4 separate regions of the Gossypium hirsutum genome follow, and regions 2, 3 and 4 are each linked to region 1. A link is a contact called in public Hi-C data. All regions are on one chromosome and are shown on one strand. Each heading gives the region's core, a stretch centred on a gene start, on an enhancer-like site or on the middle of the called end of the contact. The rest is flanking DNA. Distances are from core to core; before and after follow the strand shown. Region 1 holds the start of LOC107899516 (SRSF protein kinase 1). Region 2 overlaps LOC107899512 (threonine dehydratase biosynthetic, chloroplastic). Region 3 holds the start of LOC107899513 (embryonic protein DC-8). Region 4 overlaps LOC107899520 (probable 3-deoxy-D-manno-octulosonic acid transferase, mitochondrial).

Evidence for each region. A called contact is a pair of places that touch in the nucleus more often than the background predicts.
Region 2: a contact with region 1 is called in a Hi-C map of leaf, with 2.5 times the contacts expected there. The contact joins the enhancer-like site here to the promoter of LOC107899516 in region 1. A contact is called at or near these places in 15 of 34 Hi-C or Micro-C datasets (anther, hypocotyl, leaf and 1 more).
Region 3: a contact with region 1 is called in a Hi-C map of leaf, with 2.7 times the contacts expected there. The contact joins the promoter of LOC107899513 here to the promoter of LOC107899516 in region 1. A contact is called at or near these places in 13 of 34 Hi-C or Micro-C datasets (callus, cotyledon, hypocotyl and 3 more).
Region 4: a Hi-C map of fibers shows a contact between it and region 1, with 2.5 times the contacts expected there. The contact joins the enhancer-like site here to the promoter of LOC107899516 in region 1. A contact is called at or near these places in 8 of 34 Hi-C or Micro-C datasets (fibers, hypocotyl, leaf and 1 more).

Annotation. Positions count from the first base shown.
Region 1 is chrD04:39,258,404-39,264,347 of Gossypium_hirsutum_v2.1, forward strand. It overlaps LOC107899516 (SRSF protein kinase 1), which reads left to right and starts at 2,727. Exons shown (of 6, transcript XM_016825255.2): 1 at 2,727-2,899; 2 at 3,074-3,301; 3 at 3,744-4,685. The coding sequence starts at 2,756.
Region 2 is chrD04:39,512,628-39,518,571 of Gossypium_hirsutum_v2.1, forward strand. It overlaps LOC107899512 (threonine dehydratase biosynthetic, chloroplastic), which reads right to left. Exons shown (of 9, transcript XM_016825246.2): 7 at 5,469-5,586; 8 at 5,247-5,381; 9 at 4,827-5,151. The coding sequence ends at 5,011. Among protein-coding and RNA genes, the nearest start is that of LOC107899512, 21 kb to the right of the region's middle. Within about 2 kb of position 3,139, at least 8 of the 9 cell types and tissues checked have an H3K27ac peak or open chromatin away from gene starts, as enhancers often do. A contact at or near this core is called in hypocotyl and leaf, where this site is marked.
Region 3 is chrD04:39,420,471-39,426,414 of Gossypium_hirsutum_v2.1, forward strand. LOC107899513 (embryonic protein DC-8) reads right to left here and starts at 3,819. Exons shown (of 2, transcript XM_016825247.2): 1 at 2,731-3,819; 2 at 2,183-2,648. The coding sequence starts at 3,708. The coding sequence ends at 2,409.
Region 4 is chrD04:39,117,798-39,123,741 of Gossypium_hirsutum_v2.1, forward strand. It overlaps LOC107899520 (probable 3-deoxy-D-manno-octulosonic acid transferase, mitochondrial), which reads left to right. Exons shown (of 13, transcript XR_001684707.2): 11 at 72-229; 12 at 567-1,087; 13 at 1,751-2,123. Among protein-coding and RNA genes, the nearest start is that of LOC107899520, 14 kb to the left of the region's middle. Within about 2 kb of position 3,599, at least 4 of the 9 cell types and tissues checked have an H3K27ac peak or open chromatin away from gene starts, as enhancers often do. A contact at or near this core is called in fibers, where this site is marked.

The sequences.
Region 1 (5,944 bases), core at 1,477-3,976:
TTAGAGATTGCTGAACTTTCAAAAAAATATATTTTTAACTGATTATTTTTTGGTTGAATTAGTTTGTTGTAATGATTATTGGAGCGCTACACGGAAAGATCCTTTTTGTAGGGCATACCTATATAGGTGTAGCAATTTCTTCAAGGTATTTCATTATTTAGCTTAGCAAATATAAAATGTTGTGTAGATAATTGTCAGTGATGCATATACTGGTAGGACAAAACTGAGACCATTTGATTTATAGTAATGCCTTTGTTTCAAATATTTCCTCCTTAGTGATTATAGTGAGGGGCATATTTGTTGTCAATGTCCAGCTTTGATGCAACATGCTAATGTGGAAAATAAATAAAACAAAGAGGACATATGATAGGGCACTATGTGAAGATTGTTTTAAAAAGTATGATCTAGATGTAAGATATGTTTTTTTTAATAGCTGCCATATCTTCCTTTACTAACTCAACTTTGTTGTTTAAATCAGTTTATTGCCCAATTGTTCAATTAAGAAAAATAATGTGCTATGTTAGTGCTGAGGCAATGGGATGTCGTCCATATACTTTGGGTGGAATTGCAATAATAATTTTATGGCTGCTATAGTAGTTTGTATTGATGATCTTTTGTAAACAAGAGTGTTTATAATTTTTTCCCCACAGAATGAATGATGTTATTTGTAAACAAAAGCAGTCCTCAAAAATCTTCTCCCAAATTTTTTGTGCCATTAATATAAATATATACCGGTTAATGTGGTATATTAATAAATAAAAGGAAATGAGTATATAAATTCATATAAGAATATTGTCAACAAAATAGATATACTTAATACACTAAACCAAATCCTCATTCTTTATTTTATTTGTTTTAAACTTAGGTTACCTTAATTAAACTAATTTTATATGTAATAATTAAATTATATGTAATAATTATTATTTTAAATTATACAAATTCATAAAATATAATTTATTAGTTATAATTATTTTAAATTTTATTAAATCATATATTTTAATTAAAATATATTTAATATTAATTATTTCAAATTTTCTTTTATAGTATCATATATTATGATTTGAGTAAATTCATATAAGACTATTAATTATTAAGAATTTTATTAAATTATATATTTTAATTATAATATATTTAATAATTATTATTTTAATTTATATTTTACAGTATCATATATTATGATTTGAGTAAATTCATATAAGAATATTAATTATAAAGAATTTTATTAAATTATATATTTTAATTAAAATATATTTAATAATAATTATGTTTAAATATGATTAAATTATTTATTATTGATATTAATAATCTTATTAAAATTTAAATAAAATAATTTACCAAAACAAATTTCTGCTAATTATTAAGAATTTTATTAAATTATATATTTTAATTAAAATATATTAAATAATAATTATGTTTAAATATGATTAAATTATTTATTTTTGATAATAAATAATCTTATTAAAATTTAAATAACAATAACAATAATCATTTACCAAAACAAATTTATGCTAAGGGTATTCTGGTCATTTTAGTTTTCTCCATTATGCTATTACACCTCTATTATATTCAACCAAACACAGTTTTACTATTACGCCTCTATTCCATTACATTCAACCAAACAGTTGATTTGCTATTACACATCTATTCCATTACACCTCTAATCCAATACACCTCTAATCCAATACAGCAAACCAAACGTGCCCTTAGTGTTACTTGAGGTGTGGTTTTTGTATATTTCCCCTTGTTTTTATAAATTTATGCAACACCAATGCTTGGATGACTGTAAAATTCTCCACGTTGAAACTCGTATATATTTATGTTGGTTAATGGTTAAAAAAAAATCTAACTTGTGAGTTCAAACATACTCGTAACATCAAATTAATTGATTTGGTTCTTTTATAATTACAAAATTTGTTTAACGTAATAAAATAAATTCTGGTTGGAGTAAGAGTCGAAGTCGGAGTCAATTTTTCATAAAATGTTGGGTCAAGGGTCGAGGCAGTTTTTTTTAATTTAAAAAATGTAGGTGGAGTTTCAATATTTGGGTATTTCCTATAAGAAAAATAATTGAAAAGGATGAAAGTAGTAAATTGTAAGTTCGGAAAGTAAGAGCAAAATACTTAATTTGGTGGTGGAGTGATGGATGGAAGATTAGAGGCGATGTTGCAAATAACAAACTCTTTTTGTTGGTAATGAAAGAAACAAGAGAACCGAATCCCCTTGGAAGGAAGGGCCAGCTTAAAAAATAAAAAAAAAATGAATTTTTTAAAATATTTTTAATAGTGGTTTTTTTAGATTTTTAAAAAGGTTAAAATATAGTCTCTTATTCTTTATAAATTTAAAATTTAATCATTATATTTTTATTTTCAGGAATTTAATTCTTTATTTTCTTTTTAAATTTTAAAATTTAAGTTTAATTGTTGTCACTCTAAATTATTAAAAAAAATTTTACTTGTCATTTTAAAATTAAAAGAAATTCAATGGGCAATCATGTTGGTAAATAAATGATGAATATAAATTTTAACAATATTAATAATTAAATTTAATATTTAATATTTAAAAATAAAAAAAATAAATTTCTAAAAATAAAAATACATCAATTTAGGAAAATTTTGTAACTTTTTTAAATTATACATTTTTAAATTTCATCTTAACAATGTTATTAAATTATTTGAGAGAATTTAAATTTCAAAACTAAAAAATAAATGTTGCTTTACTGGTAATAGTACTCCAATCATTTTGGATTTTCCGATTAATGACGACACCTCACACACAGAGGATTCCAGCCCCCTTTTTTACGCCGAGTATTAGGAAAGGAAAAGAAGAAAACGAAAACCCCAAATTTCAAAGTCCCTACTTCCCATACGGGGATTATACTCCCGCACAAAAACCGAAAAAGGTTTTTTTTCTTCTTTTTCCAACATTTTATTTTCCTTCAATCTAAACGAAGAAAAGAGAAATGTTCCTTTATCTATCATAGGAGTAGCTGCAAGATCTACTGATCCAGCTGAATCTAATCGAGGAATTGTTGAAATTTTTAGAAATTATGTCCTTTTAAATTTTCCTTTTCTAGATTTTGGAAGACAAGGGAATGGGGGACAAGGAGGAGGAAGAAGAGTGGACCGGGACGGAGAGCGGGGATTTGACATCGGAAGACGAAGGAACGGAAGATTACCGGCGGGGCGGTTATCACGCTGTTAGAATCGGAGACACTTTCAAGAACGGTCGTTACGTTGTACAAAGCAAGCTCGGTTGGGGCCATTTCTCCACCGTTTGGCTCGCTTGGGACACTCACCGCTCCGTACTCCTCTTTCTCTCTAGCAGATCTTGCTTCGTTTCCCTTGTTGATCACTTCAATTATGCCCTACTATAATTAAATCTGCTTAGTTTACTGAAGAAGTTTGCCTTTTAGCTCTATTTATTTGGTTTATTTCAGTAATATTTGATAAGACTTTTTCGATCCTTTAATTGAAGGAAAAGCATCTAGAAGAACCTTTATCATTTCATTTGTGTTAATATCGTGTTAAGACTTTTTGCCTAGAAAATAACGGAGAAAAATATAATGGATTGTAAAGAACGAATAAAAAGTGTTCGTTGCCACTCGCAAGTAGTCATTTGTTTGCTCGATCAATTTTGACTATGAAACAGCAGAAAAATCACTAAGAAATGTAGTCTATTCTCTTTTAATTTTAGTTAAATTGCTTTTATTATGTTATATTTAATAATTTGTTTTTAAACTACAGTGTTATGTAGCTTTGAAAGTACAAAAAAGTGCCCAGCATTACACTGAGGCAGCGATGGATGAGATAACAATCTTGCAACAGATTGCGGATGGGGATAAAGAGGATAAAAAATGTGCGGTGAAGCTTTTGGATCATTTTAAGCATTCAGGTCCGAATGGGCAGCATGTTTGTATTGTGTTTGAGTACTTGGGAGATAATCTTTTGACTCTCATCAAGTATTCTGATTATCGTGGCATGCCTATTCATATGGTTAAGGAGATATGTTTCCATATTCTAATGGGCTTGGATTACTTGCATAGGGAGCTTTCCATTATACACACTGATCTGAAGCCGGAAAATATTTTATTGTTCTCAATGATAGATCCGTCCAAGGACCCTAGAAAGTCTGGTGCTCCTCTCATCCTTCCGAATAGTAAGGACAAGACGGTGCTGTCTACTAATGGGGATTTGAGTAGAAATCAGAAGAAAAAGTTTCGGAGAAAGGCTAAGCGAGTGGCTCAGGGATGTCTGGAGAAAGAAGTTACTGCAGAAGGTGATGAGGATCCTGAAACATCTTGTGCAGCTAAATCATCTCCTATTGCGGATTCTGTTGAATGTGCCACTAGTTCCGGCAATGCCAATAGAGTCTCTGATGCTGATGGTACAAAGGATTCTAGTCAAGCAAGTCAAGGTGATAAGAGAGGAAGTCGCTCCACAAGGCGGAAACTGTTGGCATCAGTTGACTTGAAGTGCAAATTAGTTGACTTTGGGAATGCATGTTGGACATATAAACAATTTACTAATGATATTCAGACAAGACAATATAGGTGTCCTGAGGTGATCCTGGGATCTAAGTATTCTACGTCGGCGGACCTTTGGTCGTTTGCTTGCATTTGTTTTGAGCTCGCAACGGGTGATGTACTCTTTGACCCCCATAGTGGTGACAACTTTGACAGAGATGAGGTATTTTCTTTATAACAATGTGATCCATTTTATGCTTTTTGCACCATAATGATGTACGTGTTTGTTTCTAAGTTTCTCATCTCAAGATGTTGCATTTGGTCTTTGAAGGTACAGAGAAGCTTGAAAACCTAAAAAAAAATTATTTCCTTGATTTTGGAAAGGGGAAAAATATATGTGTATCTGAAAAGGAAAAGAGAGGCTATAAACAAGGACAAAAGTACGTCCTTTGCATGTTATATTGAACTTGCAGTTAAACATGGAGGCATTTCCCTTGAAGATATTTTGCATTTTACATATCTTTAATATGAGAATCTCATTGGCTTAAATGCTAACATTTAATTATTTAGTGTACACAGCAAAACTTTGTTAGCCTATTTGTTTTTCTAAAAGAAGGATAAGAAATGAAAAGGTAGAAAATAAGAGAGGTGTTATGAACTGAAAAATTGTTTAACGGAGAGACTTAGTAAGTGTTGTGTCAGAAAATTTCACTTCACTTTCTCCAATTTACTTGATTCAAATTTGATGTAAATTTAGGATTCATTTTAGGTGTTAACCTATATTTAGAAACAATAGCTGAACAGAATGTAAGCTCATCTATTTTTGAGACTGCTGAATTGTCATCATAGTCTTGGGTAACCATTAGAATTTTTACTCAGGTTCAAGTTTGAAAAGTGCTCTCTCGTAGCTCAAAATACTGACTGGTTGAATAGAATAAGTGGATTACCTTTAATTGTTAGTATAACTTGTGGAGCATCAAGAGTTTGCCAATTTAATCATATATAAAATTTTGTATGAGTTATCTATATGCTGTGTATGCATGTTCTCATGTACTCGTGTGGTCATGTATGCAATCTCATTTGTATTGGTCAGATTTGTCTTTTCTCGTGTTTTCTTGGCTAACCTAACATTTGGCTGCTAGGCATATTATGACTTATGAGTTACGCTCTCTGCTTTGTTTGGCCTCTCTAAGGGTGTAATTGGTTGAGTGGAAAAGTGGAAAGAAAATAAATTTTGAATGTGCTTGGTAGGAAAGGAAAGTGAGAGAAAAGAAAATAAGAGAGAAGATCATTTTGCAACATAGTTTATGTATGATCCATGTTCCATTGTAGGAGAACCCGAGCTGTTTTTCACCTTTAAAACTGAATGTGTAATGAAAAGCATGGAGTTTTAGGGAAGTTGTTATTCTACCTTGCAAAATACGTACATTAAAATTCTTATAGAAGTGCTTTGGAGCCAACCTTAAAATTAAGAGGCTGAAG
Region 2 (5,944 bases), core at 1,889-4,388, 250 kb after region 1:
ATATAACCGTTAGGGATGAAATACTGGGTCATTAACTTCACCTGCAACGAATATCGATACCTAATAAAAGGGTATCGATATCTTTTGTAATTAATACTGATTTTAGTGACCGTTGGAGCAGGAATATCGATACCTAAGGGATTTATCGATATTTTTATGATAAGTATTGATACATGATCGATACCTAGTAGAGGTTACAAATTTCAGAATGTCAATTTGGTATCGATTAACAGAGAGGTATCGATATCTTGTAGAATATCGATACTTAGACAAAAAACTATCGATAATTTTTATCTTGGAGCAATTCTAACTTGTTTGAAAATGATTAAAACATATTTAAAAATGTTTGACTCAATTGAAACCATTTCAACTTGATTTTATGAAATTGCTCAACTTTACTTTTCTTCAAAAACACTTTAATTTGCTATATCAAAACATATTATTCAATAAGGCTTAGTTTAACAGTTGTTCTCGTTTTTCCTTAACCAAGATTTTGTCTCATGGGATATTTTGCGGAGGGTTGAGGAATCGGTTAGGGAGGAGTGGGTGGTTGGGGGAGATTTTAATGCCATACTGAATGACGCCGAGAAAGAAGGTGGACGCAGGGGGTGAAGGCCCAGATGAATGAGTTTAAAGATGTTATGGACGATATGGCTCTGGTGGACATTAAACCTGATAGTGGATGGTTTACCTGGGTCAACAATAGAAATGAGGGAAGCTTGATAAAGGAGAGACTTGACAGATTTCTCACCTCAGTCTCGGTGGTTGAAAACTTCCCGTTTATAGCTACCAAAGTGGTGAGACAAACCCAGTCCGATCATGACACTATTATCTTAGACTTGTAGGGTCAAAAATTGAAAGCTTACCCGAAAGACAATAGATTGTGTTTCAAGTTCGATGTTTGTTGGGTAGGTGATGAGGAAGCAAAAAATATTATTGAAAGAGCTTGGAATATGGAGGGTACGGATTATGGGGATAAGATTGAAAGGGTTAGGGCGGCCCTTGGTCCATTGCAGCATAAGAAATATGGTAAACTTAAGAATGAAATGAGGAAATTGGATAAACAAATTGAATTGGTTATTGACTCAGCCAACAGAGAGGATAGTGGGAAGACGTTAAAGGAAACTCGCAGAAGGTTGGACTTCCTATATGCTAAGGAAGAAAGTTACTGGGCACAGAGGTCTCGATCAAGATGGCTTAGGGAGGGTGATCGAAATACTAGGTACTTCCATGCTAAAGCCACTGGTCGACTTAAGAAGAGTAATATTGAGAAGCTTAAAGATGCTGAAGGAAATTGGGTTGCGGATTGTAAGGGAATAAGTAAGGTGGCTAAAGACTACTTTGTGATATTGTTTCGGTCAAACGGTCAGAATGCTAATATCCAAGAGATGGGGTATATGAAAAAGTGTGTGACAAGGGATACAAATGACTGGCTTAATAAGATATATACGGAGAAGGAGGTTCTTCAGGCTATTAAGCAGATGGATCCTAATAAAGCCCCTGGTATCTATGGTCTATCGAGAAATTTTTTCAAGTATTACTGGGAGATCGTGGGAAAGGATACTATTAGCTGCTGCATGGATGTTCTTAATGGGAACAAAAATATCTCTAGTCTTAATGAAACTATGATTATTTTAATTCCTAAAATTAGAGATCCTTATGAGCTTACTAACTTCCGCCCTATTAGTTTGTGTAGGTTTGTCTACAAAATCATATCCAAGGTGTATGCCAATCGGTTGAAAGCTGTCCTGCCTAGTTGCATTAGCCAAAATCAAAGTGCATTCGTGCCGGGGAGGATGATACACAACAATATTTTAATTGCGGATGAGCTTCTCCATTATCTTAAAAGCTCTAAAAATGGTCCTAATAAAGGGCTCGTGGTCAAGCTCAACATGAGCAAAACTTATGATCGTGTAGAGTGAAACTTTCTGGAAATAATTATGAAGAAAATGGGATTCGATGGAAAGTGGATTGCCAACATTATGGATTGTGTTCGTTCGGTTAAATATACGGTTAAATGTAACAACATTTTATTTGATACTTTCATCCCTGAAAGGGGTCTCCGACAAGGGGATCCCCTCTCTCCTTATTTGTTCTTATTTTGTATGGAAGCTATTTCGAGAATGCTTATCCATGCTCAAAAGAACAACATTTTAAGAGGCATAAGGGCCAGCAGAGACGGCCCCAGAATAAATCATTTGTTTTTTGCTGATGATGCACTGTTGTTTGTGAAAAATAAAAAGAGTGATGTGGAGAGCCTTGTTAACATGCTTTACACTTTCTCTAATATTTCAGGGCAAGAGATTAATTTTGAAAAGTCCATGGTCATTTTCAGTCCTAACACCTCACGTGACCAGAGAACAATCCTTAGTGGTCTCCTAGGCATGACGGTGGTGGAAAACTTAAACAACTACCTAGGCCTTCCTATCCCGATTGGTAAGAAAAAAAACAGTGGCTTTCCAAGAGATTACTAATAGATTGTCTTGCAGGATTAACAACTGGACAAAGAGATTTATCTCTTTTGGGGGTAAAGAAGTCTTCATTAAAGCGGTTCTCCAATTCGTCCCTACGTACGCTCTGTCAATTTTTTTGGCCCCCAAAAGCATCATCGATGACATTCAAGCTAAGCTTAGCAGAACATGGTGGTCGGGAAAAGATAAAGGGAGATTCTGGACAATGATCCCATGGAAAACGCTGTGTAAGCCAAAGGCTATGGGAGGGCTTGGAATTAGAAATATGCGACTCTTCAACCTGGCTCTCTTAGGGCGTCAAGTGTGGAGACTAATAAACAATACTGATACTCTCTGCTTCAAGGTTTTCTCTTCAAAATATTTTCCTGATGGCAACATTTTTAATGCTAAAAAGGTGGACAAAGCGTCTTTCACTTGGACAAGTATTGCGACAACGGCGGAAGCGCTTAAAGATGGCTTTGGTTGGCAGATTGGAAACGGCGAGAAGATAAATATTTGGGATGATAATTGGGGAATGGAAGGGCTCAATGGGGATGTTATTATAAGCAACACTCGAAAAAGAGATGGAAAGAGTGTGAAAAATCTTTGGCATGTGGAATGGAGGTGTTGGGAGGTTAATAAAGTCAGACACGCGTATGGACAAGATTGGGGGGATAAGATTTGCAATATTCCCATTGGAGGGGAGGGCCAGGAAGATAGACTGATATGGTTTCATAACCCTTACGGGTGTTATACTTTAAAATCTGCCTATTCATGGCTGTTGCTGAAAGGAATGGGATACGGCCCTCACAGGTTCCTTTGGAAAGCATTATGGAAGCTTGATACTCTACCGAAGATCCGGGTTTTTGCGTGGAGGGTGGGGCATGAAATCCTCCCCACGAACAGTAAGATCGCCTCTATCAGACAGGATTTTGACAAGGGATGTCCTCGATGCGGAGTAGAGACCGAAACTGTGTTACATGCTTTAAAAGACTGCCCAACCTCGAGAGCAGTTTTGTCGATTGGAGGGTGGTCCAGGAGCTTTATTTCTAAGAATTACGATCACTGCATTGATTGGTTGGAAGACTTGATGCGGGTCCTTGACAAAAGAGCTATGGCCGACTTGATAACAACCCTATGGAACTACTGGAATAACAGGAACAACTTTATCTTCAGGGGAAAAGAAGAAGAGGCTAAGCAAATATGGGAAAGAGCTAACAACTTGACCAAGGAGTTTCAAATATGCAATATGATGAACGAGCCATTAATGTCACAGAACGTCGTGGAGAAAAAGTGGAACAAACCTCCAAAGGGATTTATTAAAATAAATTTTGATGCTACTGTTGGTGAAAATAGAATCGGGTACGGGATGGTCGTCAGAGATGAAGAAGGCTTTGTTCTAGGTGGCGGCGGGGGTTTCAAAGAGGGTGGGATGTCGGTGGAAGAAACTGAGTGCGTGGCCTTCGAAGAGAGCATTAAAGTGGCGCGCAGACTACAGTTAAAAAACACGTTCTTTTTAAGACCGACCATGTGGGGTTGGTCAACAGACTAAACAATTTAGTCAATGACATCACTACAATTGGCGCACGAATTAAGGATTGTGCTGCTGCCTTTGAATTTTTTAATTCTGCCAATTTAATTTGGGCCGAACGGTCTTGTAATAAGGTGGCCCATTTACTTTGTAAAAAAATGTATAGCGAGGCCGAAAACAATTTGTTCGAATTGGATTATCCGCCGGAAATCCACAATGCTGTAATTTGTGATGTTTCATAATTAATCTTAGTTGACCTTTGTGGTCGTTTTTGTTTCAAAAAAAGATTTTATGGCATGTTAAATTATAATGTTTTTTATTATTGAATTGCAATTTAATTAATTTAATTAAATTGAATCGAGAATGATATTCTGATTTTGATTTTGGGAAGAGACGAGGAACAAGGGTGTATCGATGGTTTTGGAGTAAGTGGTGGCGAAGGAGTTGGGTGTTTATGGGGATGGATAGTGGACATGGATTGAAAAATTATAGCCTCCCCCTAATTACTCTTCCCTTCTTTACCCTGGTCCTGTACCTGTACCATATATAGTTTACGTATCTATTTCATGCGCCTTTTATTTATGTTTATGCCCTGTAAACTTTTTTTTTAATATTTTGATTTAATAATTAATAATACAATTAAAGTAATTTCATTATGGACAAAGACAGCTTGAATTGTTTTGTTTGAATAAATAATTGTTTTAGAAGAGTTGGTCTGTACGTATTCAAAGGAACCAGAAGCTAAGAAGTTGGCTCCTACCTCTTGAGCTTTACTACCTAACATACATGATACATATGCAAATTTCTAGTAACATGGCGTCCACTGCTCAAAACTATATACAAAATTAAACCAATGGAGATCTCACTGTTTGACTGACCTCTAATTCGATATTTAAATTATGAAGCTCATATATTATTGGGTACATATAAGTCTGAAAGTATTTAGTCCAATGCAAGAAAAACCAAGACCTTAAACCTTATTGCGAGCTACATATTCTATTTCTATAAATATGAGAACCTATTTCTTAACTAATGCATCAGAAGTTGGAAATTGCTGTCATTGGTTACCAATACATACTCGTATCCAAGACTTTCCGATCTTTGTATAAACTCCTCCATCTCGCTCTTCCCAACTTGAATTCCGACCAACACATTAGCTCCTGTTTCACCCTGTTGGATGAAATAAAATCAGGATTAATGTCTTGTTCTAAAGCACAACCCATTAGAATTGAAAATTCTCAGCAAAGTTTTTCTTGGATGCTAACCTGACCGCGGTAATGGAACAAACTAATATTCCACTGTGGACTAAATGTGTCTAAGAACTTCATCAAAGCACCAGGCCTCTCCGGGAAAACAAATCGGCATAGAACCTCGTTTTCTACATTCAATCTGCCTCCCATCTGAAAGAGATGATTAAAAGAATTAACAAAGACAGCATATATACAATCATCACAAAGGAGGGAAATTTTGTTAAAATTAGTAATTACCAAATATCGCAAGTGATCTTTAACCAAATCACTTGCTGTAAGATTGTAGGTTCTAAGTTGAGAAGATTCCAGCCTCTGCCTCATTGCTTCAAGGTCAGAAACCATGTGAACGCCAACACTGCAAACACTCATGGAAGATAATATAATGCCCTCACTTCAGTTCACATATTTCAGACTACCCAATCATCTTGACTGGGACTGAATTTCTCAATAGAAAAAAATCAAAGAGATGGAAATGAAAAGACAAGTAACTTATTGAATAAGGTAATGCAAGAATCTAAAACACTATTCCTCCAATAAGCAGTCCTTTTGGGGTGGGCAACTCTCCCAATACAAATGAATTAGTAATTTCAGAATGATCCTATGTCAAGAACCCCTTAATGTATTTTTAGTCTAAAGGCTATGTTATTTGAAAGGAAAGTAAACTACATTTAAGCCACTAAATAAGGAGAAGACATCAAAACTACAATTAAGTC
Region 3 (5,944 bases), core at 2,569-5,068, 160 kb after region 1:
CTAGAAAGGAGTTGACCACATGCTTTCATTCGGGACAAGTAGGAATTCAGATCCCTAGACATTATATGTGTGTTATAGTTTGTAAACTTTGTCAACGTAGGTCATCTAATCTACACATGTCGAGGCATATGTCGATATTACATGTGCATATGAATAACGAAGTACTTGAGATCTCCCATAGGAGTTTTCAGAAAGGCAAAAAAACTTGAGATTCTACAGTTGCAGTGTGAAAATTATACCAGGAATCTTGGGTTTTAGAGGCACAAAGTTAGGGTTAGGTTTGGGGTTTAAATGGCCAGAGAGAAAACCTACACGATGCGTTTTCATTTAACATGGCAGTGAAAACGCTTCTTACAGGGCATGTATTCTCTCTAGCCATTTCAACCCCAACCCTAGCCCTAACTTTGTGCCTCTAAAACCCGAGATTCTCAAGATAATTTTCAAACACTACAACCCGAAAATTTGGAGTTGAAATTTCAAAACATTATTAACGTGATTTTTTCCTCCCTTATCAATTATATAAATAAGAGTTTCCATCCCCCTACTCTATCATCCCTTTCGCCTACCGTTTCCTTTAAAATCATTTTTTTTCTTGCGTGTTGAAATTTGTAGGTGTAAAGATTTATTCTCTTTTTCTTTGAGGGAGACATAATCATAGTTTTATGTTGGTTTGGGTTCGAGATGATGTTGTGGAGCTCGGTGATCTAAAAATTTCACCGACCATGTGAGGATGGAGCAATCACCTGAGAAGCTAGGATCATATTGCAACTTGAGGTCCCAGTTGGCGCCGATTAAAAAGTCACGAGTTGAAGTGTATCTAAGGCTTCAAGTTTACAAAAGTTATTCTGTCAAGGAGTGGAGTATAACTAAGGCCTTAATTGGCAGAGTTTCACCCATCAGAGGAGAATGCTTTATAAAACTCATATAGAAGTTTAGGTTCATAGTCATAGCGAAAAGCATAGGGACCTCTTTGTATACTCAACTTACTCGTTTTCTCCACCAAAGACTTTGAACTTGTTGCATTAACCTATGACAGAATTGGTAGCAACATAGTTTCCAATGGGGAGGAGTTATTCCGCCCAATTTGCATTTCAATTTTCTGCACAACACAACAACTCCCCGTTGGAAACCTTGTTGCCGCCAACTTTGTCACAAGTTATAGTAACAAGCTTACCGCTTTTGGTGAGACAGATGAAACGAGTTACTTAATTATATTGGAAGACCCTTTTGTTTTTTGCTATGATTATGATCTAACACTTCTGTATGCATTCTATAAAGCATCTTCCTCTAATGAGGTAAAACTAATTTTCGTGTCCGCATAACCATTGTCAACTAAACCCCTAGATCTACTCCATCCCTCCTTAACAACATGACCTTTGTAAATTTGAAGACCATACACTTAATGCGGGACTGTTTAATCAGCATACCGTTTAATCAATGTTATTAGGATATTGAGTTGCAATGCAATCACAATTTCTCGAGTGATGATCCATCCTCACGGCAGGTGAAAATTTTAATAGCATCATTATGAATGTAAACATACCTTAAACAATGTCTATCTAAATCAATGAACTTATAATTTTTAACCGAAAAAAAATTATTTTACCTTAAAATTTTAAACTAAATCAGCATATAAACTACCTTTTTTTATTACTTCTAAACAAGACTGCTTAGTTGACAAAAACTGAATCCCAACTCAACCACGTCTGAACTCATTTACATTTACATTATATCCCATTGCCTACAAATACAAGTATTTAACTTGGTTTACAAGTATACAATAGTAGACAAGAACATATAATGCATTTAAAGTTGATCCCAAACACTGCCTTCACTACCGCCGACTACTTGGGGCTTGTTTCTTCATTTTAACTATTCTGCATATAATCTATTTTCAAATTTAAGGCCCTTAACTAAATTCTTATTAAGTTCAGTTGTTTTGTGATGTGCAAATATTCCAATATGCTCACCCGATTTGATTTGAAAGGAATTCCGAAAAATCAGATTAAAAAAGAAAAAAAATATAATGTATAGGCTTCAACGGGGAAAGCCCATTGGTGTCTTAACTTCATTAGAGGCCCAGCATCTACCGGAATCTTTAAAGGAAAAGATATAACTCCTTATATGCAATCAAAGACCATGAAGTTGAAACCGGCCTCTGCATTAAAATGAAGAGATCTAGTTATCATGAAACTATAACCCATATTCTCTCTATTAATTTTTGGGTGGCTTTTATTTATACATCATTTCCTGGTATTCCTGATCAAACGAGAAAAAAAGCACTCCATAGCGGAACAGATACAAAAGCAGAAGCAAAACCATGGAAACAAAAACACCACAATAGTCCACCCACCCTATATATATATATACTCTCACATACACCAAAGGAATGTGCAGTGCTTTAAAGATCACAGATTGGTTTTGTCCGATCGATCATAAACACCTTCATCATTCACACGCCCCACGTCGTTGAAAGTTTGGCCACTCATCTGATCAGATGCTTTCAGTGTAGAAGCAAAAGCTCCTGGTCGCGTATCTTCAACTTTCACCACCACCCTCTCTGAAACCCCACGACCACCATCATTACCTTTCAGCTTCATCTCTTCCATTTTCTGTCTAGCTGACTCCGTTGTTTCGCTCAACTTTTCCTATATTAATTTGACCAAACATTTAGTACACAATACAGTGGTTGACAAAAAAGATTGGAATAATTAAGATTCATATGATTACCTTGGTTCTATCTGCAGTTTCGGATGCCGTGTGCTTCGTTTCTTCAGTTTTTCCAGTGAGGAAGCCCATGGCCTTCCTAGCAGCATCAGCAGCTGAGTCTTTCAGCTCCCCAAGCTTACTAACACCGGTATCCTTGCCTTCCTTTGCTTTATCCACGGTATAATTTGTGTATTCCTTCGTCTTCTCCACTGTAGCATCTCTTCCTTCTTTAGCCTTCTCTGCCGCATATTCCGTCCCCTCTCTTGCCTTCCCCGCCGCTTCCTTCGCCTTCTCGGCTGTCATGTCCTTTGCTTCCTTGGCTTTCTCTGCTGCATAGTCTTTATACTCGGAAGCCTTCCCTGTGATATTATCCTTGGCTTCTTTCGCCTTCTGGGAAGCCGAGTCCCTAGTTTCCTTGGCCTTCTGAGAAGCATAATCTGCATAATCAGCCGCCTTACCGGTCGCCGCATCCTTGGATTCCTTCGCCTTCTGGGCAACATAATCTCCATACTCGGAAGCTTTACCTGTTACTGAATCCTTTGATTCTTTGGCCTTGTGGGCGGTGGAGTCCCTGGTTTCCTTTGCCTTGTGAGCAGCATAATCTGTATACTCAGAAGCCTTTTCCTTGGTAGCATCCGTTGCCTCTTTCGCCCTCTCTGCGGCGTCCTTTGTCTTGTCAGTTGCATAGTCTTTGTACTCACCAGCTTTATCTTTCATCTCCCATGTCTTCTCTGTACCTCGACCAGTGAAATCCTCCGCCTCGTGGCCCTTATTACCTACGACGGCCTCTTTGGCATGCCCGAACGTGTCTTGCACCGCCCTCAACATGCTCCCAATAACTCCGGGCCTCTGTTGCTGTTGCGGCGGAGATTGATCCCATTCCTCCTTATAAGCAACTCTTTCTTCATAATCTCTTTCTCTATTAACATCCCTAAGTTCGTCCGCCGCTTGTCTTGCTGCCGCCTCGGCCCTTTGCTCCTTCTCTTGCCTTGTCGCCATTGTTGTTCAAATCTCAAACAAACAAAGAACTCGGTGGAAAACAAATAATGATATTACAGGTAATTCAGAAGAAATGTATATATGATCTTTGGATCTTTGTACGTTTTATAAGCTGGTGAAATGCTTTCGATGGATCTATATACAATTAGCTTTAATCCTGGGAGGATGACACGTAGGTGAAGAACGTTTAATCTGATTGGTCGCCACGTGCTTTAGTGAGATGATGAGTTGACACGTTGCAGGAACACTTGCAATGCTAGTCTCAGTGATTTATATGAAGCGGTGGATGGATTGGTGCTGCCTGTGGCTGTGACCATCAAAGTCGGTATCTTCTTTCTTCATGCAGTGTGTTTCCACGTGTTTTTTCATACGCAAGTCGCGCAATACTCGGCAAAATTAGGCGTATATGTGATTTAAAAGAATATTTAAAGTTTTAGACCGTTTTGTTTAAAGAGAAAGGATTGTACGAAAGTGTGATTTTATGTTATTTTTATTCTTTTTTAATGTGAGAATGATAAATAAGAATTTTTTCTCTTCATTTTTAATGTTTTTAGTTTGATTTGAAATTTTTTCAAGAAGAAAATTTGATTTGTCATTGTCGAAACCATTTGTATTTTTGAAAAAAACAAAAATTAGTTGTCGACTTTTAAAAAAACAAAAATTGGGAGTCCCCACCAATCTTTTATTGAGGTGTGATTAGATCACCTAAAAAATAGCTTTGGTCTACGAGTTTTAGAAAAATGGATCCGGGAGTCGGTTACGTACGAGGAAGGATTAGCACCCTCGTAACGCCCAAAATTGGTACCTAGTTAATTAATTAGTGTCTTAATGTCGAAAATTTAAAAATATGATCCTTAATAAAAACTTAAAAAACGTTACTTATTAAAACTCTTATCATTTCGGAGAAAGAAAATGTCACACCCAATGCGTTAGGGCACGACATTCTAATTCCTCAAAAATGAATTAGTCCAAAATACTCGTGTAATAAAATTTAAAAGAATATTTATTTGTTTAAGATTTATAAAGAAATCACGGCCTAATACGTTAGGGCACAATTTCTCAAAATCTTAAACTTGGAATATTTCCTTTGTTATTATTTTTTAAAAAAATCTTTGTCTCGATAAATCAATACGTCACATCCAATACGTTAGGACACAACATATTAAATTCCCGACACCAAGCTTTTCATTTTATTTTTTGATTAATGAGCAATTCTCGATTGTTAGATTTAACAAAGAAAATTGGAACCCAATATGTTAGGGCTCAATTTCCTTGAAAATCCTAAATACGAGTATTATCTCAATTTTAAAAATTTTAAAATCGAGTAAAAAATGATGCAATGCTACTGTAAGAGCCCATTTTTGCCCAGCCCGTCAATAAAATAAAACCAAATGAAAAAACAATTAAATAGTCCAGTTTACAATAGTAAGCCCAGTTAGCCCAAACCCAAAATTAACCTAGCCTAAACCTAAACCCATTAAGCCTAGCCCCAACCCAATCACCTAACCCTAAGCCCACTAGCCTTAACCACCAGCAGAAACCCTAGCAGCTAGGGTGAGCCTCCAGCGCCGCAGCCACTAGGCCTTCTCCTTGCACGTGTTGCGCCTGCGCGCGTGTAGTCGCTCCACGCTAGCCTCTGCACTCACGCGTCTCCGTACCTGTACCTGCGCAGAAAACAAAGAAACGCACACACGAAGGGAGCAGCAAAAAATGGACAGAAAAGGAACAGAAGGGATTTTCCTTGATTTTTCTTTTGATTTTTTTCTTTCTGTATTTTTGGCTATAAAAAGCCAATACAAACAATGTTTTTTTTTACACATTCAATATACAAAAAAACGAGAATACAAAAATCAAAAACAGAGAAAGGTGATTTTTTTTTCTGGGTTTTTATTCCTTTCTATTTCGCTTGCTAGATTTTTTTTCTTTCAAGTTTTATGTTCATCAATCATTATTCGAAAAAGAAAAAGAAGAGAGAGGGGTGAGGAGCGTACCTGGTGACGAGATCCTGGCCCTCTCCGTCGTCATCGGAGCGTGGGCTAGGTTCAGAAACCGTTCAAATGCTCTCCGTACAGAGCGGCGCTGAGAGGGGAGCGTTCGGATTTTTTTAGTTTTTTTTATTTTCGTTTTGAAAAATGAAAAGATGCCTCCTAATTTTAGGGTTTTAAAATTTATATTTATGGTGCGAAAAACGACGCCGTTTAAGGCCTGTGTCAGTGGCCTTAAAACGGCGCCGTAT
Region 4 (5,944 bases), core at 2,349-4,848, 140 kb before region 1:
TAAGATATTGACATTAACAATGCATATTTTCTGTGTCAAATGCTAAAGATTTTATTTTAATTGGTCTGCAGGTGTCAGGTAAGCTAGAGCTGGAAAAGGTTCTAATGGAGCTCTTTGCCGATGCAAAGATTCTAGAATCACGACAGAAGGCTGCAAAAGAAGCCTTCCATGCTTTATCAAGTGCTGTTGTTTCCAGTGCTTGGGATGTACTGAATTTCCATTTGTTGAGGCAAGTAATCTTTTAGAAAATAATTCAAGACTGATGCAACAGTTATAAGTTTGAAGCATTCACCAACTCCGACACCGCAGCACATCAAGGCATTGAATCTCATTTTGTTATTATCATTTGCTTTCTCATGCTAAATTAATCTGGAAATTAACTTTTTTTCCCCTAGATAACATTGAATTGATCCTAAATACCTCTAAAAGACCTGTGTGTTATGAATAAAACATATGTGCATACGGTTTGAATAGCAGCTACTTGTTTTGTCATAAATAGCTCATTAACCAATAAGTTATCATTCTGTGGTAAGAATATAATTCTATTTGCATCATTAATTTAACAGGAATAAATGTTGATGACATTTCATAGAGATTTGGCATCTGCTTCAACTGTTGCACCCAGTCTTTGCAGCTGTTTGCACCAGTCTAGCACACTTTTGTTACGTGGAACCATGAAAATATGAACTCATGTCTTCCATGAGCTTATACTGAGGTCTTTGTTGTTAACGTGCTTAGCTAATAGACAGACATCCAAACCACCCACCATCCAACGAATGAATAATATCTCTGAACAGACACTCATCACAAGGTATAGCCAGGGGGCCATCTTTATTTGGACTATGTTCTTCATATACTTTATCTAGCAGGTGACGAAAAACTGGTTGATTCAAGTAATCTGCCTTTATGACAAACCTCCTACCAGCTTCCCCAACGGTAACAGCTAAGTGACCAGGGGGGACATACCTGGGTAGTTTCTTCTCACTGGATCTAACAAGTTTTCGCCACATGAAGGATAGCCATTTGAGTCTCATAATGTTACAGACATCAGTTTCAGAATAATCTGTTGAAGGAGCCATGATATGAGGTTGAGTTTTCTTTTTCCTTGAAAATTGGTTCTCTGTATATACGTCTAACCCAGATTCTTGGTAGCATATACTTACATATAACAACCTGCAAAACAAAAGGAACCTTCAATTCTGTTAGTAATTAGCTAAAGGTATGGCTTGGTGTTTCAACAAGTTGAACTGTGATTTGATTTATACAGTATCAAGATTGTCTTGATTTGGTAGTAAATGCTAGGTCTTGAGGCTCTTCTGTCATGCTTGGCCTTCCTTTAAAACTTTAGAATGATGTAATCAGTACCTTGCTACGTACTGTTTATGTCCCAATGTTAGTTTCATATATTTATCACAAAGCAAGTGTTGTGTATATTGCTGCCAAATTTTGGCCAAATTCCATTTTACTACCATCTAGGTAAAAAAATGTTGGGTCTACAACTCCAAGTAATATTCTGTTTGGTAACATTAGCAGTTAGTGATTGTGGAAAAATTAATCTGGTTAGCATGTGATTTATACAAGGCTTTAGTGTCATGTCTATATTTGTTGTTTGAATTATTGAAAAATAACCAAAAAAAAAAGAGTACCTTTCTCCCTGTAGCTAGGATATAATCTAGATCATACCACCAGATATGATCCTTTTTTAATTGAAACAGTAATCTATTGTTCGATCTTGCATTGTTCTTAGTAGGTATCAGTAGCTCTTGGTGATGAAGATGAGCAGAGCTGTGACAAGGTGCATTGTCATGTTGAATTGAAGATAGTAAGAAATTATGCAGGAGATGATCCTTTAGATCATTTACTCATGAAAGGGTTTCCAGGTGCTATGTTCGGAAGTTGTTATATTGTGAGCATGGAGTGGGCTTCTTGAGATTCATTAGCTAGCATGTAAGGTTCCTGTCTTTACTATGTATGTCTACAGGGAGATCACCAACATGTGAGTATACGGTGCTTTATTCCTTTGTTCTTTTCCTTTTTATTCCTATGGCTATCTGTTGAGGATTAAGACAACTAACAGGCAACAGAAAACACTTGAATTATAGACTCTTCAATTTGTTTTTAAAGCACCCATGTCCCCCATCTATATCTAGATTCTAGACATGTTCATACATGGTAATGAGAATATAACCCTTTTAGAGTCCTCCAAATACATAGGAATACTTTTTAAAAACCCATATCCAAACTCACACCCGAGTTCGAGTAACGTAGCTTGAAAAACTGCATGAACATATTTACTTGCAATAAGATACAAAGGTATAAATGAATGGAGTTTTCTTTATACAGGATGTAGACATGTAGTTATGTTTTTAGTTGCATACACCAAAGATAAAGTGTTGGTCACATGTTTACTATGAAACAGTAAGTTAGGGGAAACATATACCAGCATTGCTTGTAAACTGTTTTCTCTGCTCTCTTATCCTATATGTTAGAACGTGGAAGTGTAGTTTGTTTGAATGGGAAGTGTTTCTCCTTATCGACATGTCTTATATCTGTCTCTACGTTTGGTTGCCTGTCATAAATAATGCAAATGATTACACCCTTGTTTGGAGAATGTAATTGCAACCATTTCTTTTAATTACATCGGCCTTCACAACAAATCTTTGAGTATTTTGTATGTACAAACATATGAGCCTGAGATGTTAAAAGAGTCTGAAGTTTTTTGGATACAATACAAGAAAATAATCAAATGTATTTTGCTCTTAAACTGTACTTATTTTCTCAGTTTGGTATTTAAATTTTCTTCTCCCATTTTTGTATATCATTTTTTATGCAAAAAGTTGGTGTTAAAAAAAATAGGTGGCATATGCAACCAATGTGGATATGTCATGTGTTAACAATTGATGATGTAGCATTCATAAAAAAATACTTATGATATTTTGGATTTTTTTCGAAACTAATCCAAACAAGTTAAATAACTACGAAAATTATCCAGGACTAGAATCACGGTGGCATTGTCCCTTCATTAGTTAATCATCGACTTTTTAAAAAATAATTTTTTTGGGTGTCGTTGTGTTCAGCGATACATGTTTTCTAAAATACCCATATTTTCCCGGGCATTCACGGTGGAAATTTTTTTAATTTTTTTTATTTTGGTGCTGCTGCCATGTTAGGCAGCCTCGGTTTTTTTTTTAATTTGGCCCTGCCACTGCACCGTTGTTAGGTTTTAAAAAAATAATTTTTTTTGCTGTTAGTGTGTCAGGCGATATGATGACTGTGTTAAAAAAAAAATATTTTTTACAGTTAAAGAAAGCAAGCAAATCTTAAATCTTAAATATAGTGAAAGAGAAGAAAAAAAAACACTATTAGAATCAAAACACAAGTAAAAAAATCCAGCTTAAAAACAAAAGCTCTAATGGCAGGATGCAGTAAAAAGTAGCAGAAGAAAACAAAATGGAAAAAATATATATATGTAAAAAAGTTATTTACAAGAGTATTGAAAGAAATTAATGCTTTTTCGTTTCAAATTTTCTAGGCAAGAGAGTAAACGAATGACATGAATTAATGGTAAAGAGAGAAAGGAAAGCCAAGAGGAAAAGGAGGTCTTCCATTGAAGATGAAGGGGTTAGATTTGGTTTCTTTGGTTACTTTTGGGTTTGATTGAAGTAATTTTGTTGAGTTATGAAGATCGAAGACATAGCTTGAGGAAGTTACAAAAAAAAAAAAACTTAGCTTGAAAGAGAGAAGAAGAAGATAGGGAAAAAAGGACCCGTTTTTTATCTTTAAAAGTTTTGTGAAAAGAAGTTGGAATGGTAAGTCCTTTTCTGAAACGAAAATGAAAAATGAAAGAAATTTCCAAAAAAGTTGTAGGGAGAGTAATAATTGAAATTGCATTAATTATGTTTTTTTATATTAAACACTTTATCAATTTTGTCAGCACTTATGAGTTTTCTAATTTTCTTTTTCAATGAATATTCCAAAGTTTTCACTTCATTGCAAATAGTTATATCTCTCTTTTCCATTTTGTTTTCTTATCGTTGGAGTTTTTGTTCCTAAATCTTTTTTACTTGTTTTTTAGTTTTTATCGCGTTGGCCGTTACATTCACTTCCTATAAATTTACTTTTTTTTATTTACAATGCTTTTTATCTTCTTACTCAATATATTTAAGATTTGTTTTTTTTTTAACTATAAAAAATATATATTTTTAAAATGATCATTGGTGCTGCTTGGCACATTGACGGTTAAAAAAATCATTTTTCTAAAACCTAACAACTGTGTCACCTGGTACGATTGTGAGACCAATTTTTTTTAAAAAAAAAACCTTGTGTCGCCTAATGTGGTGACGGCACCAAAATAAAAATTTTTTCCACCGTGAATGCCCGTAAAAAATATAGGTATTTTAAAAAATACATACGAGTGTCGCCAGATATAGTGGTGGTACCCAAAGAAACTAGTAGCTTTAAAAAGCCGAAGATTGGCTAATGATGAGTGGTGGTGCCATTGGTGTGTTTGGCGACATCGACAGACACTGTAGATTTCAAATCATTCTCGTACATGATATGGCTCTTGGATTATTTTTACAATTATTTAATTCGTTTGAGTCAATTTTATAAAAATAATTATTTAATTTGTAAAATATATAAATTCAAAAAGAATACAAATTTAAAATATATATAAATTATAAAATTTATCAAATTAAAACTTAAATTTTTTATATAAAATAAAAATAATTTAAAGAAAAGGAAAGTACTATATATATACTAAGGGCTAGTTTGACAATGCTTTTGAAAAGTGACGTAGAAAAGTGCTTTTGAGAAGTGCTTTTGAAAAGTGTGGTTTAAATTTGAGTGTTTAGCATTACTCTCAAAAAGTGCTTTTGAGAAATAAAATGTCCATTTTAGACATGTTATTATCAAGTAACAAATATACATTTAAATAATATTTAATTTAGTTAATATTATTATATTTTATTAAAAATATAAAAAAATATTATAACTTGTTATTAATATTTTAATATATGAAATATAAATTTTAAATATTTTTAAGCAATAAATATTAATTATTTATAAAATTCAATTAGAATATATAAACTATATTTTAAATATTTAAATATAACCATAAAATATTTGTAATTAGTATTTTAAAAAATATTTTTTTAATTTTTAATTAATAATTTTAACACATTTGTAATTAAGCACCAAAAAAATAAAGGGAAAGCACTATGTTATTGGAGGGGTGAAAAAGTAATTAAGCACTAAAAGTGCTTTTGGGAGAGGAAAAACTAAAAATTTTAGCTTCTACTTTTCAGAAGGACTTTTGAAAAGCACTTCTACAAAGCTAAAAATTTTAGCCAAAAGCAGCTTGTTTAGCACAACTTTTCTTTCAAAAGTGTTTTTGGAGTCATAAGTGTTTTTTTTAAACACTACAGAATAGGCCCTAACGATAGAGGGTTGTGCGCAGACCAAGATCGAGTTGCCAAGTCATGAGAAAAGTCCTAAGAAAGCTTTAGACAATCAGATCTGAAATGAAACAGAAAATTAACTTAGAATCAATTAGATCTGAAACAAAAATACCCAAAACACTAAAAGATCAGCCAAGAATTAAAAACACTTATGAATAGCTAATCTTGGAAGCCAAGAACACGGAATTGAATTCAAGAGAGACTCCAAACAGCCGAATCTGAAAAAAAGAACCCAAAAACAACAAATTAAATTCAAACTCAGCAGATCACAAAATCAATTTGAATTAGATCTAGGGTTTAGGCGGCAAGAAAGAGGGGATTTGTGAATCAAAAACATTTCTTGTTGTCCAAGGATGGTGCCGAACAGCTACTTGAAGGTTGAAAGGGGCTGGAAACGCAACAAGAGAGTTTAAACAAGTTAGTCAATGAAATCGACACAAGTAGAAAAATTAAGAAGATTGAACAGCAAGAAAAATAAAGAAAAA